2 separate regions of the Gasterosteus aculeatus genome follow, and region 1 is linked to region 2. Evidence: chromatin contacts called from public Hi-C data. All regions are on one chromosome and are shown on one strand. The core of a region is the stretch at or near the end of the contact, and the rest is flanking DNA. Distances in the headings are between cores, read along the strand shown.

Region 1 (2,724 bases), core at 175-2,674, 100 kb after region 2:
GCTAATAAATGTTTCCTGATTCCTTCCTGATTCCTGATGACGTTAATCACTAATGATGTCATCCATCTTACAGTGTATAGCCTCATTGATCACCATATTATATACATAACATACTATTACGTAACGTGGAGACACAGAAGAGGTTCAGGTACATCGGCAATGTGATTTATAGTGCTGTTTGTGCGTTTAACTGTACGAGGACCATCACACTGATCATCGGCCTCTTGGTGTTTGAGTAACAAGAAGACAAACGGTAGGTGTGTGTAAGTGGAATGTGTTACTATCCAATAAAATAGTGTTTAATTGTTCTTACTGTATCCAACCTCGTCTTACTTTGATGAAAGTATGAAACCATTAGAACGCTAATGCAGTGTGATGTTCCCGATTCTTGATGTAATACAAAAGCCCTGAATTAAATGTTCACCTCAGTAATGTTTGTATGTTGTTCTTCCATCCAATATGAATACAAAGTAGATATAAACCTGTCAGTGTGATCCAGTAAAGAACTACAGCTGCTCCTCTTCATCTCCTTTAAAAAGATGTTTGACTGTTTAACAACTGTGATCTGATCCATTGAGATATTTGGCCTAATTATTTTTTGACTGATATATATTTACTCTGGTGCTCCATTTTATAAATACACCATTTCTAATCCAAAATGAAAACACAACAAAAGCTTGATAACAGTAAAATACTTAAGTCAAGAACTGTATTGAAATGTATTAGCAAGACCAGCTGACGCGGTGACTCATCTAGTCAGCTGTTGTTCATATTGCGGAAATGACTGTTCTCGGTTCTCCTGTAACGTTAGTCAGGACTCCCGAGTCTGTCCTCCGTTGTCGCCGTCTTGGTGGTATTGAGAAAGGGCCTGAGTGTACATAGTCGGTGAGACACGTCCCACTCGGATGCAAAGACAGCGTTCTGCTGAATGTTCAAGCGGTTTGAATCTGTAGACTACTGCCTAATAGTCTCATTGCTGCCATTTGATGAAAAATGCATATACAGGAAGGCCAATTAAGGACATTTATTATTAATATTAATAGAGGTTAAATGTCCATCCATCCATCATCAAACCGCTTATCCTGCACACAGGTCTACAGGAGGAGGAAGCCAAGCGGAGAGAGGAACAGGTGCAGGCCTCTCCTCAAAATAATCAATATGATATGAATCTCAATCAGAGGACTCATTTCCCTCTCTGGCACGGAGCATCTGATCCCAGACAAGAAGAAGCTTGGTTACTGTTGAATTATTCCTTGACATGTCATCAGCCAATCAGGGATAAGAGCACTATGAAGGAGGCAGCTGATTGGCTGACTCATATACACTGATTCACTTTGTGCTAGTGGAGGAGAGAACAGGGAGGATATGTCCTTTCATACAAAAAAGAAAACTGATTGGCCGGCTGAGACGTGTTTGAGGTGAGGTCAGTGTAGCGTGTCTCCTCCCTCAGGCCTGTTTGTTTAGGACTCAGCGCGCGCACACACACACACACACACACACACACTTCCTGTCGCCTCGTTCTCTCCTTACATGCTGATGACATCACCCTCTCTGTACGCAATCAGCTGTCAGATGAGCTGATACAAGAAGAAGAAGAGGAGATATGAAAAGAAGGGCTGCTGTTGCCACAGTAACTGCTACTACGAGAAATGCTGCTATTGCTACAATGGCAACTGTTGAGATGTTCAAGAACTGCATTAGCATTAGTAGCTCCACCCGGCTACGTGTTCTCAGAGAGTAGTTAGCATTAGTAGCTCCACCCGGCTACGTGTTCTCAGAGAGTAGTTAGCATTAGTAGCTCCACCTGGCTACGTGTTCTCAGAGAGTAGAGTTAGCATTAGTAGCTCCACCCGGCTGCGTGTTCTCAGAGAGTAGAGTTAGCATTAGTAGCTCCACCCGGCTATGTGTTCACAGAGAGTAGAGTTAGCATTAGTAGCTCCACCCGGCTACGTGTTCTCAGAGAGAAGAGTTAGCATTAGTAGCTCCACCCGGCTGCATGTTCTCAGAGAGTGGAGTTAGCATTAGTAGCTCCACCCGGCTACGTGTTCTCAGAGAGTAGTTATCATTAGTAGCTCCACCCGGCTGCGTGTTCTCAGAGAGTAGAGTTAGCATTAGTAGCTCCACCCGGCTACGTGTTCTCAGAGAGAAGAGTTAGCATTAGCAGCTCCACCCGGCTACGTGTTCTCAGAGAGTAGAGTTAGCATTAGTAGCTCCACCCAGCTACGTGTTCTCAGAGGGTGGAGTTAGCATTAGTAGCTCCACCCGGCTACGTGTTCTCAGAGAGAAGAGTTAGCATTAGTAGCTCCACCCGGCTACGTGTTCTCAGAGAGTGGAGTTAGCATTAGTAGCTCCGTCCTGATCTGACCTTTGAGTCAGGAACCCACAGCCAGTTTAGCTCTTCCTATAAGAAGCAGGGTGGAGCTGCAGCTCAGATGTTAACCTTCTAACCACGCCGGGGTTTCTCTGTGGGTGGTCGCACCAACTAAAAGTCCCTCTGTGGCTTCTGGTTTCAGGTCCACAATTATTTCCTGTTTAGTCCACAGACCGCCTCAGTAAGAGCTGGACATCTGGCTGTAACAGCCTAAATGCCTGCTGACATTCGGGGAGCAAATACGTGGTCTTTGGGGGTCTCTGAGGGTCTGTAGATAAACTGGAGCTTCACTATGATTTAACCCTAAAATATAGAAGAAACCCAGAAGCGTTTTTCCCATTTGAGAAGAAACG
Region 2 (2,809 bases), core at 255-2,754:
TTCCATTTGTAGAAATATCTGGTTCTCCACTAATTAGTCTGGTTTAGAATAATCCAACTTGAGCTGTTGGATCCAAATCTTGTTTTCTCTGCTTTGTGTTGACACCAAAGTTCTCTGCAATATTTTGTATGATGCGATTCTTCCAGATAACTTCTTTGAATGTTCTTCCATCTGCAAAGAAAGCACTGTATCTTCTGCTGTAACGGATCTGCAATAACTGATCTGCATACTATGAATACCAATGAAAGTATGGAGAATTAATTTATATATATATTCTATGTACAATTATGTTGACTACATGTATTCTGGATATGTTTACAGTATGAATATACATTAAAAGTATTTATCTGCTTTGGGTGTATTGTGATTGGTTGGGGTTATTTACCCAAACAAACAAAAGGCTGGAAAAAAACACTGACGGAGCATCTGAGAAAGTCACTATACAGACAAAATGATGAAACAAATTGATCAAATAAGACAATAAGATGACAAACAAAGATGAAAGACCTGGAAAATTCATCAAAACAGGCAAAGTGATGAGAAAACAATGAAACATATAAGATATTAGAAGGATTCAGACAAAAGACAAAACTGGAATTCACCGAGAAAGACAAAATAATGAAAAACAAAAGGACAAAGTGAAGGAATCTGAAAACTTCAACCAAAACAGACAAAATTAGGAAAAAAACAAGAAACAGACAAAAATAGAAAACTTTGGCAAAACAGACAAAAAGTCTAAATAGTGAAACACTAAAAATCATAAAAAGTGATTTGTCGGGTTAAAAGATGAAGCATCTGAAATATTTTGCAAAACAGACAAGATGATGAAAAAGACAAAAAATGACAGAAACAGACTGAATAATGCAAAAATACATCAAACAGACAAGAGGGAAACTCACAGTTAACCTGCTAACTATTTAACTTGGTTAATGAATTAATAAGTTAACACAGTGGTGTCACCTTGAAGGAAGAAGAATGTAGATTTTTGTTGGACTGACATGTAGCGTGACTGAGCTTCCTGGGTTCTTGGGAACAGAAGACACACAGAAGACACACAGAAGACACACAAGTCCTCAGTGATGACCGGGAGCTGCTCCTTGACTCCTTACACCACCTCCCCCCTGCAGCTCCACCCCCACTAACATTCTGTGACTCCTCCACCGAGGTTTATACAAATAACGGAAGAAATTGAATCAATTTAGTAAAGAAAACCAGGTTCCTCCATCAGATGAAAAAAATGAATGAAACGAAGCATGAATTAATATGACAAGAAATTAAGTGTTTAGTATTATAATTCACTCTCATTTTAAACAGTAACAGAATTAAATCTGTAGTTATGTTTTAATTTATACTTTTCCCATTTTTTATTGTTTCGTGATTAATGATACTTCTATTACTAATAATAACGCGAACAATTATAATATTAATAAAAAAAACATAATGATGAAAATATATTTAAATAATAATTGTTACCATAGTAATACATTTAAATAACAATCATACAAATAACAATATCTAATAACAATAATAATGATGATAATAAAATAGTACTTTACTATATCAAAGTACATTCAGACAGATGTTAAACACAGAAACTGCTCCTTCATTAAATGATACAAATAAAGATCCGATTAACGGCCTGACGTAAAAACAGAAAGTGCGTCGTAACGCGGAAGTGACGTAGCGGCCGTCAGATCGTGTTGATGTTTTGTGCGCCGGACGGCAGCAGAACGGGAAGAGGAGCCGCGTTCTGTTTTTGTTCAACCAAACCGTCGAAAAGGAGCCGAGCCGTTGTTTCTGTCGTCGGTTCCGGTCGGGTCGAGGCTCACGGTCGGTGATCGGTCCCGAGCGGCCGGACCGGAGGCTCGAAAACACCGCAGCATTTGATCCAGAAAGGGAGGACTCGTCACCCTCTGACCCCCTCCCTCCCTCCCTCCCTCTCTCTCACACACACACACACACACACACACACACACACACAACCATGACGATTCTCCCCAAGAAGAAGCCCAGCTCCGGGGTCGGCGTGTCGGACCACACCGATGACAGCGACCGTCGGAGCGGCTCGGACCCACACCAACACCCGCACGCGGGGCGGAGCGGAGCCCGGTCGAGGGCTTCGCCCCCGCCGTGGTCCTACCAGCCCGCTCCGCCCTCCGCGAGGGACGACCGGCGGAGCATCGAGGCGAGCTCCCGGCCGCAGCAGGCCTCTCCGCCGCCCGTCGGCTCAGCGTCCCCGGCGGGACCGGGGGACGGGCGGGACGGCAGTGGCGGGATGGGGGCTGGATCCCGCGGGGAGATCGTCGTCTCGGCCGGAGTCGTCGGCTGCAGCGGAGGCATCGGCAGCTGCTGTTCCGGGCCCGGACTCAGCAAGAGGCGGCGGCAGGCGGGCACCTGCTCCGGCGGGGTGGCGGCCGCTCTGGCCGGCGGAGGCCAGCCCGGCGTCACCGGACCCGCGGGAGGCTCCAGCCAGGACACGGAGGAGGGAGCCGGGAACAACAGCGAGGACGAGTACGAGAACGCGGCCCGGCTGCAGTCCGTGGACCCGGCCACGGTGGAGCAGGTAGGAAGCTAACGTTAGCGTTAGCACGGGCTAATGCTAGCGCAGTGTGTTTTGATGTGTTAGCATTAGCTTCCGGCGGGCTTCATCGATACCTAATGGACGTTTGTTAGCGAGACAGCTGATCAGCACAAACACTGAGCGGAAACAATATGACGTGTAATATTAATACGCGCGGTTTTGTTCACTTTTATCGATACACGATAATGACGTCACGCTCCCGTTATGCGTATTTAAAGTGTCACCGCG

The links. Hi-C and Micro-C count contacts between places; a contact is called where the count stands out from the background.
Region 1: a contact with region 2 is called in a Hi-C map of whole body, with 10 times the contacts expected there. The contact joins the enhancer-like site here to the promoter of otud5a in region 2. A contact is called at or near these places in 3 of 6 Hi-C or Micro-C datasets (liver, skeletal muscle and whole body).

The regions. Positions count from the first base shown.
Region 1 is chr2:523,252-525,975 of fGasAcu3.hap1.1, forward strand. The region is part of intron 6 of plxna3 (plexin A3); the gene reads right to left. Among protein-coding and RNA genes, the nearest start is that of plxna3, 15 kb to the right of the region's middle. Within about 2 kb of position 1,425, at least 6 of the 9 cell types and tissues checked have open chromatin away from gene starts, as enhancers often do.
Region 2 is chr2:422,348-425,156 of fGasAcu3.hap1.1, forward strand. It overlaps otud5a (OTU deubiquitinase 5a), which reads left to right and starts at 1,505. Exons shown (of 9, transcript XM_078080963.1): 1 at 1,505-2,563. The coding sequence starts at 1,985. It overlaps cdk16 (cyclin dependent kinase 16), which reads left to right. Exons shown (of 15, transcript XM_078080977.1): 15 at 1-351.